Linked DNA regions of Zea mays: region 1 is linked to region 2. Evidence: chromatin contacts called from public Hi-C data. All regions are on one chromosome and are shown on one strand. Each heading gives the region's core, a stretch centred on a gene start, on an enhancer-like site or on the middle of the called end of the contact. The rest is flanking DNA. Distances are from core to core; before and after follow the strand shown.

Evidence for each region. Hi-C and Micro-C count contacts between places; a contact is called where the count stands out from the background.
Region 1: a contact with region 2 is called in a Hi-C map of leaf, with 5 times the contacts expected there. The contact joins the promoter of LOC100191431 here to the promoter of LOC100281978 in region 2. A contact is called at or near these places in 2 of 25 Hi-C or Micro-C datasets (ear and leaf).

What each region holds. Positions count from the first base shown.
Region 1 is chr10:78,415,492-78,421,733 of Zm-B73-REFERENCE-NAM-5.0, forward strand. It overlaps LOC100191431, which reads left to right and starts at 2,779. Exons shown (of 6, transcript NM_001136864.1): 1 at 2,779-3,018; 2 at 3,189-3,895; 3 at 5,105-5,141. The coding sequence starts at 3,588. LOC103641256 (a long non-coding RNA gene) reads left to right here and starts at 77. Exons shown (of 3, transcript XR_560200.3): 1 at 77-122; 2 at 225-275; 3 at 394-483.
Region 2 is chr10:78,185,391-78,191,047 of Zm-B73-REFERENCE-NAM-5.0, forward strand. It overlaps LOC100281978 (transmembrane 9 superfamily protein member 1), which reads right to left and starts at 2,563. Exons shown (of 8, transcript NM_001154895.1): 1 at 2,233-2,563; 2 at 1,954-2,114. The coding sequence starts at 2,102.

The DNA.
Region 1 (6,242 bases), core at 1,529-4,028, 230 kb after region 2:
TGTTATCATTTCTACTACCAACAACTTTCTACATGGAGGGTCCATGGGCAGCTATGGCCACAACAGGCTTCTTCCTTGTTGTCGCAGTCACTGATTGGCTAGATGGTTATATTGCTAGAAAGGTATGCCAAAAAATATTTTTCTGAATTATATGCTAGACTGGGTTGTGTTCCAGTGTGTTTTAAACTCATTTTATGTTTCATGATGATCTGGTTTATATAAAGATGCAGCTAGGAACACCTTTTGGTGCATTTCTTGATCCTGTGGCCGACAAGGTTTCTTTCTCTCTGCTGCCCACCATTTTCTGGCTTGTTTACAACTAAACTAAGACTATCAGTTCTCGGATGAGCCACTATCAGGATTTAACTTAATCGCTCTAATTCTTTGCTGCAGCTTATGGTAGCGACAACATTAGTTTTGCTATGCACCAAACCTTTGGAATCATCACTGCTCAATGATGGGCCATGGCTTCTAACAATCCCTTCCATTGCTATCATTGGAAGAGAGGTAGTTACTCAGCCAATCTGCATTTCCACTTCCAAAGTATTTAGTGAATTCATTTGTTCATTGTATTTTTTTTGACTTGGTGAGGAATCATAAATCTGGAAGGTTCAGAGTGCGGTTTCAACTTATGTTGACACATGTTTATGTGTCATTGTCTGCTTAGTTCACATTTTGTTTATCCCTTAACATTACAATTGCCAGCCTGGTCATTAACTTGGTGCTTGTAGTATCAGTTGCATGCATTTGTACACACTATTATATATGCTTATAACTTTATGAAATGGAAAAGTGTTTTGGAATCTCTACCACCTTGGAGCCAGTGTGGCTTGCCTCTTTAGTATGATGGAGTCATTTCACCATGCAGTTTATTTTTTGGATGAACACTAACTACATCTTATCTGTATATGACCCCGATGTGGCATGGCATTTTTGCCTCATCCCGAGACAAATACATTGTTGGTAGCTTATGGATTTCCAGTAACGAGTAGAGTAGCTTCGATCTGGGTTTAGGGTCGCATGACTTGGTGGCTACGTACATCTCTCTGTTTTTAATAGATAATGAAGTCAAGATTTGTTGCGAGAACCAAAAAAGTACGCTAATGGTTATGAGGTGAATAAAGTACCCTGCTATGAGTTTGAGATAATTCAATGTTGTGTGAGAAAGAGCAAAACCTTGACGAGGATTCCCTTGTATGAGATAATTTCATGTGATTCTAAACTGAATGGTTATACTCTCTCTTCTTTTGATTTGGCCACTTCTATTTTCTCTGTTTTGTTATAGCATCAAGCTGATTTGTGTCTAATTTATAGGAACGATGTTAGCGAAAGTCAATTTAATCTGGTGCTGAACATTGAGTTGCAACAAATCATCGATGGAGACTGAGTCACCGCAGCCAGAAACCACTGTCTCAAGGTGCTGAACATTGAGTTGCAACAAATCATCGATGGAAACCGAGTCACCGCAGCGCAGCCAGAAACCACTGTCTCAATTTAAGGAGATTTTCCATCTATGTTTGTTAGAAGGCATAATGCCTATTTATCTCTTGTATTCGAACATTTGGCAATTAAGAAATAGAAGATTAGTTCCCCAATATCCCATCTTCCTAATCTCACCTTTCACGGCTTCTGGGGAACAATCACTTGCTATTACTGACTGACATGTCCACTCCTCATATGTTAGATATTGGTGTTGATATATATATGTTGTTTGTTTTCATGTAATTGTTGTGCACTAACATTTATAGAATAATCTGTATACCGTCGCAACACAAGGGCACTCACGTAGTAGAAGAAGATGACGAGATTGGCAGATAGGGTCGTCTATCTCTAAGAGAAACTGACAGTATTTTTTTCTCTCTAAAAAGCCATAACTGTCTAACAAATATCTTTTAGCTTTTATAATATCTATAACTAGTCAGCACAACTATTTTTTAAAAGTTCCATCACAATTAAAAAGAGCCTTTAGTAATATAAATAAATCTGCTATCGTCATAGGAAACTGGCAACCATCAACTCAGAAACACACGCTAGCGGCTAGCACTTCTCGACGAAACACCACCAAAATTTGGCTGGAGAATTGAACGGCTACAACAACGTGTCATATAAAAATACTCTATAATTCAAAAATAAGTATATTTTATATGGTTTAGTGCATCGATAAAATTTTCTGCTTCAACAGTAAAGTCTTAATTCTAGATTATATAATAGTCCACTAGATTTTAGTATATCTGATGCATTTAATATAGTGCCCTATATGTTTTTGATAAAATTTTACAAAATAAGACACTGTTGGAGTAATTTTTCTAATGGAAAGTCATATATTTCAATTTAAGACATTAGTTTGAAGTATTGTTGGAGATGCTCCTAACAAACTGAACTTGAAAAAACAACAGTTATTACAACCTTTTCATCAGATTTGTTCTGTATAAACGTCCCGCAACAAATATCTACGAAACCAACACACGGTTCATCACAAAAAATTCCAAGAACGTGACATCACACACCCAACAAACACTTCATTCTGCAAAACTTTTGGCCTCATCCGGGCCGTCTGATAAGACGATCAGACGGTGCTCAGTTTCTGGATCGGCGGAGGCACACGCGGCACCGTAGCGGCGGCTGAACACCGCCACGCTGCAAAGCCTCTCCCGTTCCTTTTTTGCAAAGGCGTGGGGATCCCCTGCACTTTCCGCTGCCCTGTTCCATCTTCATCTCCCCTCCCCACATACCCCTGCTGCCGCACCCGCACGCACGCACACAACAGCAGCACAGCGTCTCTTCCTCCTCCCAAAACCTCTCTCCTCTCCCTTTCTCTGTCTCTGAGCGTGTGTCTGTCTGTCAGTGAGTAATAAATGGCAGCGAGCAGCGTGCGTGGCTGAAGGCTGCTGAGCAGAGCAGGGCGAGCGCTCGCTAGTCGGCTAGTGCTGTGCTGTGCTGTGCTGTGCAGCGGTTGCTCCTCCTGGTCCTGCTACTGCTCCGCTCTCCTCGTCGCTTGCTCGTCTTTTTTCCACACTGGTAACTGCTGCACTAAACCCTCCCAAACCCCTCCCCCTGTACGACTGGTACATCATAAATCCATTCCTTTTTTATGTTCCTCGATCGCCTTCTCCCTGTTGAGATTTCAGAGATGGCGCCGATCAGCTGCCCGGTGGAGTGAGCTGGTTTCTTTGTTTTTTTATTATTAGGGCGGATTTCTTTCTCGCAAGGAGCAGGAGGAGGAGGAGGGGGAAAGGTTTGTCCGTTTCTTGCGAGAGCCCGTTGCAGAGATCCAGCCAGGCAGCAGGATTCAAGAACCTGACCTTTTTGTGCTCTACTCCCCGAGAGATTTTCACCCAAAGTTTGGTCCTTGGAGCCGATTCGATCCCTGGAAACAACCAAGTGAAGGTGCCGCAAATCCGTTGTGACTGCACAAAATCCCAAAACGCCTCTGCCACCTATCTATTTGATCGTTGGGAACCTAGCTCCATCCATCTGAGCCAAGAAAGCAGCAGCCGCAGGGCGGAGGGGAGGGGAGAGGATAGGAGAGGGCGTCCTCTTCCGAGCAGCCCGCATTGCCGCCTGTCGATGAGTGAGCGCTGCCTCCGATGCCGTCGGGGTGCTCGGTGTCCAGTCTCGCGGCGCGGTTCGCCTTCTTCCCGCCGGAGCCGGCGACGTACGCCGTCCGGAAGGACGAGGCCACGGGCCGCCTCGTCGCCTCCGGCGTGCCGCGGGACAACGCCATGGACGTCCTGCTCGTCGACACCAGCAGGGGGAACAAGGTGGTGGCCTTCTACTTCCGGAACCCCTGCGCGCGCCTCACCCTGCTCTACTCGCACGGCAACGCTGCCGACCTCGGCCAGCTGTACGACCTCTTTGTGCAGCTCAAGGTCAATCTCAAGATCAACCTGATGGGGTTAGTAGTGCACTATGCTTCCTGCCCATCTCTGTGATCTTGCAATTCTTACCTTTCAGGGCTAGTTTAGCAACCTTATTTTTTCAATGGATTTCCATTTTACCATGGGAAAATGAGAATTCCTTGAAAATGGAGTTGCCAAACTAGCCCCAGTGTTTGTTGTACTAGGTGCATTTATTATGCTGTTCCTTAGTTTCTATCTATCAAATGCTATGTTCCATGATCTGTTTAGGTAAGTGTACTTCAGTAGTAATACCTGTCCTATATAGGATGCTCTGCCCGGACATGCCATTGTTTTCTATTTGCTGGATTTTAGCCGCGCGGGAGGGGGGGCGCTGGTCGGGGCTACTGGAGAAGATCACTTACCTTTAGTGACAATTTTTGTGCGAATTACTGACGCTGCATTGCATAGATCAGTTCCGTTTTGCATGTGTAGGGCGGTGAAAGCACTCCGTTACTAGAATTGGGGATATGGACGCGGTTATTCTAGTTTTTCCGCGGCGGTTTTCAGTGAGTGCAGAACTTTTAAAAGTTCCGAGAATGGATTATGACGTGTGCTTCAGTTCTGCCGTTTCTTGTTCCGAATGTAGAACGTGGTATCAAAGAAGATTCAGTTTATATGGCTGCGTATGCGTTACTGGTATGAATTGGGGGGGGGGGGGGGGCTGGTCGGGGCTACTGGAGAAGATACACTTACCTTTAGTGACAATTTTTGTGCGAATTACTGACGCTGCATTGCATAGATCAGTTCCGTTTTGCATGTGGAGGGCGGCGGAAGCACTCCGTTACTAGAATTGGGGATATGGATGTGGTTATTCTAGTTTTTCCGCGGCGGTTTTCAGTGAGTGCAGAACTTTTAAAAGTTCCGAGAATGGATTATGACGTGTGCTTCAGTTCTGCCGTTTCTTGTTCCAAATGTAGAACGTGGTATCAATAGAAGATTCAGTTTATATGGCTGCATATGCGTTACTGGTATGAATGGTCGTCAAGGAAAAACGTTAAATTTAACCTTTTCTGTTGTCGATATACTGCATGTCACTATATCAGTGGGCCAAAGTTGACTGTGTCTTCATTCTTTGAATAATTGCGTCATTTTTGTTTCACTAAGATGATGTGGTGTTTTCGGTTTCATCGGTCTGCTCTTAAGGTAAGTTATAATGTTATGTAGAACACGCTGACGTGATTGACTGTCTTCTTCTGTGATCGCAGATATGACTATTCTGGCTATGGTGCATCTACTGGCAAGGTAAGGAAGAACTCTTTTTTTCAAGTATGAACTATGTAGCACCATGGACATAATGTTTTTTTTTCTAGAACACGCAGGAGCTGCACATCTTTATATTAGAGAGAGAGAAACAGGACTTACATCCATAGCCAAAACAGAAAAAGAAACAAAAGAAAAGGAAAAACAAAAAGGTTACAGATGAGTAAAAGGATTAGATCCGATATTACTCATGGAACTAGGGAGACCAAGCTGACCCAAACTCCTGGCGCCCTCTAGGAGCCAACAGGAGAACTCATCACTGAAATGCTGCTGTACCCTCTGAATGGAAGGACGATGGACATAATGCTGATGAGTTGAAAATTAGAAGTGGTGGTGAATCGCTGATTGTCTGTTCCAAACACTTCTCTTAGATCTTATTGGCCTTTCAGAACTAACACATATACCTTTGCAAAAAGAAAAAAAAAACTGACACAGATAAATAGTTATCTAATCTGCCTAGCTACAGATCTTGCAATTTTGCATTTAGTCTCAAGATTCAACGTGCTATGCTCAAGAAATGTGGTTTTAGTTTTACGTTACAGGAACATAGTTTATATACCTACATGAGAAGATGCTTTTTGGCCCATGCCTGACTGGTGCATTACTGGCACAGCATGGCCAATGCATCTTCAAAGGTTGTTCAGAGATAGCAATGATCAGCATATTTTTAGATTCGAACCTTTTTCTTTTCAGCCATGCATGCCATTTTAAAAGTGTCATACTACAGTTTTAAGAATCAGCTTTTGCAAAACTACATGCATGAGCAGTTTATTCCATTCAGGTCCACCTGCAGGCTTCATGGATGTCCAAACTATCCATCTCACTGCTGTGGCATGATATGCAGGTTGTTTCAATGGAATGTGGACCCAACATGTCATTCCCAATTCAATGCAAAAAAGTTTTTTTAAGCAAAATTTCGTGATATTGTTTATATGTCATAAAGTTGAATCAAGGTTTTTATGTTCTGACCTAATCTTACGTCATTCCTGAAATTTCAGAACTAAATAAGCAAACTTTACTCGTTTTCTTTTGTTTTTCCTGTTTTGTATTTTAAAACTCCATGTAGTCAGTACAGTAATAATT
Region 2 (5,657 bases), core at 1,313-3,812:
AAAATACATATGCACTGATTTGATTATACAATTGCTTCACATTGTTCTTTTATGGAATAACATTTGTGCTTATGATATACCCTTGCACACGCGAAAGGGCCTCTAGCCTAGTGGTTAAGGACTTCCAAGTAGCACCTCCAAGTCCTGGGTTCGATTCCCCTCGGGAGCGAATTTTCAGGCTTGGTTAAAAAAATCCCCTCGCTGTGCCCCATCCGCTCTCGGGTTACGATGTCCTGTGCGCCACCCTCCGGTTGGACCGTTGCAGAGTGGACAGTTGACGTCGGCCCGTTAGTGATGGGGGGCCAGGGTTCGGGGATTTTCTCGGCCGGGACCATTGTTTCGGTCTCTTCTTAATATAATACCGGGAGGACGGTCTTTCCCTCCCCGGCCGAGTTTTTTTTTTTGATATACCCTTGCACACAACTAGTGCTTTTAAATTGTGATCTGTGCTTATGTGTACAATGTGTACAGAAAAGAATCTGTGCTTATGTGTCAGCAGAGAATGTGTACTTGTGATCTGTGCTTCTGTGTCAAATATGTTCTTATACAAACTTGTGAATCAGTGATTTTCTATTCAGCTGACCTGATTGTTGAAGGTTCCACAAACATGTCATCTTTGTGTGCCATGCTGATCCTGATTGTTGAAGTATGTTGCGAAAGGGCCTCTAGTGTAATGGTTAAGGTTTCCGAGTAGCACCTCCAGGTCCCGGGTTTGATCCCCCTCGGGGGCGATTTTTGGGCTTGGTTAAAAATAACCCCTCATTGTGCCCCGCCCGCTCCCGGGTTACGTCCTGCGCGTCACCCTCTGGCTGGGTCGTTGCAAAATGGGCAGTGACGACCCACTAATGATGGGGGACCAAGGTTCGGAGATTTTCTCGGCTGGGAACATGTTTCAGTCTCTTCTTAATATAATACCAGGAGGACGGTCTTTCTCTCACCGGCCGAGTTTTTATTGTTGAAGTATGTAGTTTGTACTCATCTCATTTGTTTCAGATGGATTGTGGAAGTACCAAGTCTATACTCAACTCATTTGTTCAGTTATGCAAGATTGAGGGAATATTCTTTGTGCCATGGCTCATGGCATGACATTCAGCATGGTAGAAGAATGGAGTTATCAAGATTATTATCAAACATCCAAGCTAAATAAGTAGCTCTGAAAACACTTAGGGTGTGTTTGGTTTGACTTTTGGCTTTGGCTTTTGCCCCCTAAAAGCCAAAAGTCAAACCAAGGGCCGAATCTAGAAAGCAGCTTTTTCTAAAAGCCGACTTTCTTGTAGTGCAAAACTGAAAGCACCTCTGGACCTGCTTTTAGCAGCTTTTAGGTGGAACTGTAAAAATATATATGGAAGAATTTTTAGCGACTTTTAGTAGTTTCCACCAAACGGTTTTTAGTTTTTTAGCAGTTCACAGTCCACAACAGCTTTTTTCACAACTCACAACCCACAGCAGCTTTTTTCACAGCCACAGCCCAACCAAACAGACCCTTAGTAATGTGTCCCTGTTTCTATAATTGAAGAATATCACTATACCAGTCTCCTAACGCCGATTCATAACTATTGTTAAGCCCTATAATTGAGTAAAACATGACCTATGAAACACACGGTAATGTTTAAGCTGATGCATTGAAAAGCCGAGCAATTGGGGGAAAATCTCTGTTATAACTGTCATTTCTTATCCATAATAGACCACTGGGCAAGATTCCTCTTGGTCAGATTTCTGTCGCATGATTACTCATAGTTCCTATGCATACAGTCACTTGCCAATTGAGTAGGTGATTTTGGATTAGCTATTAGGATTTTTGGTCGTTTTACTCTCTTTCAAACAGTAGAGTTTTATCAGTAATCCGATTGTGACACAACCTTAACCACCAAGGTAGACAGCAAGCTTATTAAAACTCGCATTGTAAGGAGAACGGTGTATCGAAAGTTTGCGGGTTGCAAGAGTGTGCTGTACCTTGGATTGTGGAAAGGCCCGACCTTGTTGGCGTAGAGAGGAACATGATCCCCTTCCTTGTACTTATGATCAGAGCCATCAGCTCTGGCTCCCAGTGCACAAGCCAAAACTACCACAGCAAGAACAGCACCCGCCCCCGTACTCGCCATCTCCGCAAGCACCTGTTCAAGAGCACCGACAAGTTAGAGAGATCCCGCACCAGAGAACAGCCTGCACATGTAACGCGCAAAGGCGAGATCCTTGCGCAGACTCGAGCCCACCAGCCCCTAAGATCCTTACCAAGATCCAAACTTTCCACCCGGATAAAGCTCAGGCGTCAAAATGACGAGACACTGTCGGGAGATTTCAGCGGGAAAGCGTCCAAACGGCGCCGCTCCCGCACCGCTGCGGGGGCGGCTGATTTGGTGCGAACCCGTCGATGGGGCGGCGGAATTGGGTGAGAACCGTCGACTGGGGAGGGGCGCTTGGGGATGCAACTGCCGGGGATCTGCTGGGCAAAGAAGCTCGGGCAGATTTTGGGAGGAAGAACCGGACACGGGAGGAGATGTATTGAAAGTTCAATAGTTTTTATGGTTTGTCTGGTCAAGCAGCTTGGGAATGGAGAAATCTCTTGGATCTATGGAAGGAGCCGGCCGTGTTTCTCCTTTTGACTTCAGGCAACTCGCGATTTCTAAATTCCGCGGCTTGGCTGCATTCAGCACGATTTTTTAAAAATAATGTTGTTAATGGTTAATTGCTGCTTTGGGTGTTATTTAAGAAAAAAGTTATAACCTTGTGGCTTGTTTGAAAGCACCACAATTTCTGAGGTTTGTAAGTTTGTTTGGTTAGAGAGCAATAACAGCGGAACGGTTTCATTGCAGATTTCGAGAGCTAGATGATTCCATACTCTAAGAACAGCGGAACGGTTTGTTCGGTTATTTTTGTTTCATGTGGATTAGAGTGGATTGGGTAGGATTGAGATGTATTTTGACCTATTATGGATTTAAATCGACTCGATACCATCCAATACACATGGATACACATCAAAACGAACAAGCCCTAAAAGAGAAAGGGACAAGTGGAATGGTGAGATTCCAACGAATTTTTGGGGCAAGCTCGTCATAGAACTAATGTAAATATTCTCGATTTAGAGTCGCTTCTCTTCGACCATTCTGTTCGCTCTTCAACCAAACGTAAAATAAAGCGGCTCCATTCTGCCTCGTTTCCCAACTAAATGGACAAGAAACTCGTTTCTACCCTAGTTTTTAAAAATTGGTTTAATTAGAAAAAACTAGATGTGTGGACTAATTTTTAGCTTTTAAAATACACAAAGACAAGTTTACCGTTACTTTATTTTAAAAGTAGCTGATTCAATTACTCCCTTCATTTTGTCGGTGTCAATTTCAGATTTCAAATAATATCAGGGTATTTGCTTATGTGTTTTATTATAAAGACATTATCCTTTTAATAGGTATAGGGTCCTTAATTATTGTATGATTCACGTATTTATTTAAAAGAATATAATTTCTTATGTAAAATCTATATTAAGTGATAGTTTAACTTAATTCTTTTTTAGAGAATAGATCTTTAACCCAAAGGATAGTTCACATAATAATCTTTTAGATAATCTATTATTTGAAAACATATTTATTTAAATCATGAAATAAGTTTTTTTTCTAGTTTACCCATAATAGAATTTTAGAGCGTTACATGCGTCCTCGTCGGCGGGCACTGCCCAAACCGTCGTCGGTAAGGGAGACGAATTCGTGTTAATAGATCTAGAATGAACAATTAAGAGATTAAATCTTATGCGTACCGGTTCGGTTATTTTGAATCGGGCCACTAGTCTAAGATCGTATGACCTCGATCGCATCCCCCCAACTGCACCCAACCTTCAAAGGACCCCTAAACTTTTCTGGTTTCGCAAAGAAATCCACCACAGTTCAAGTTGTATCACATTCATTCTTGTTTTAATGGAGTAGACCCTGAGTTTCAAAGGAATAGAACCCGCCATTCGAGTTAAACATATTTAGATCGGATCCCCTCTGTTTTAACTTGTATTTACGTAGAATTCCTTGGTTTTTGCAAATAAGTCCATGAAAATAAATTTTTAAATATAAAATTGATCCTAAACTTGTTTTTGCCATAACTTTCTCGGTTTAACTCTGATTATAGTGGTTCTTGAGCCTACAGATTCGTATCAACACATAGATTTGTTTTATGCATATGTTTTCTCTGTTTGGTTTACTATTATTTTTATTTATGTTTAGCTTGTTTGTTAGCATGATGTGATTACTAGATCAAGTGTTCAAGGGATCTAAAGACCAAACCTGTGAAGAATCTAGGCAATAGGAGCTTCCTTTAGAAGACACGTTGTGTCCTTGGTCACGTATCTTTAGTCCTATTCAGTATTTACTTTTATGCTCTAACCAATGTTACACACGGTTAGGTTAAATTCATGGGACCTATTAAGGGCCTGTTTGTTTACGCCCAGATTATATAATCTGGATTAAATAATCCTAAGAGACAAACAAACAGTCTAGCTTATTTGCCCAGATTATATAATCTAACCCCTTGGATTATGATAATCCATAAGCAAGTGAGGAGGTGCTTATTTCAGATTATTTTTTCCCACTTCCCCACTACTCTTTCAAGTTTCCTAGAAATTACCCACCATTGCCATTATAATCTACCGAATCGTTTTTGCGCCTATCGGATCGGAGAAGCCCGCCGCCCAACAGAAACACGCCAGATAATCTGGGTAAACAAACAGGACTACTCAGATTATATAATCCAAATTATATAATCCAGATTATATAATCCTCCAAAAATAATCCAGATTATATAATTCATTGGGGTAAACAAACAGGCCCTAAGTGATGACCAGATTTGTTTTCCCTGACCTTGTTTGCACATGGTTTACTTATTATTGGGTAGACATGATAGTGCTCTATTTGGTTTATGGGATAATGATTCACATAGAAGATGGATATTGTTTTATTCATGTGGATATTGTTTTATTTATTGTGGTATGATATTTGTTGGTACAAGATAACTATGTCTAATTGGAACATAGAGCGACAACCCGAGAAAATGTACAACCACAAGGACTACTATGGCTCTAGTCTTGGATAATTAATTAGGGAAGCTAGTTATAGGTTAATCTTATCAAAAGTGTAAGAGGGGAGGTGAAAGGGAAATGTGCCCTTGGGCAATTTCTAAAGTGTTTTGGTGATTAAGTGCCAACACATATTCTCTAAGTGTTAATTTGTGCCAAAGATTGAAGAAGTGCAAATCATGTAACAAGGTACGTTTCTAGACTTAGTACATTGATTTGGGTACTAATGTATTGTGTCTAAGTGCTAGAAACAGGAGAAAATAGATTAGAAAAGAGTTGGTTGTGTCCTGCTCGGTCTGGGTGCACCGGACTGTCCGGTGGTGCACCCGACATGTCCGGTGCGCCAGGCCAGTCTCGGTGAATAGGCCGCTCTAGGGACTTTACGGCGGCGTACGACTATAATTCACCGGACTGTCCGGTGGTGCACCGGACTGTCCGGTGAGTCGCCCGCGATGAAGTCGTCGCTCTCGGGAAAAGTTCAACGGCATATGGCTAAAATTCACCGGACTAACCGGTGGTGCACCGGACTATTCGGTGAGCCAACGGTTGACTGTGCAATGGACGGCAGCGAAATCGGCGGGCGACGCGTGGCCCGCTCCAACGGTCG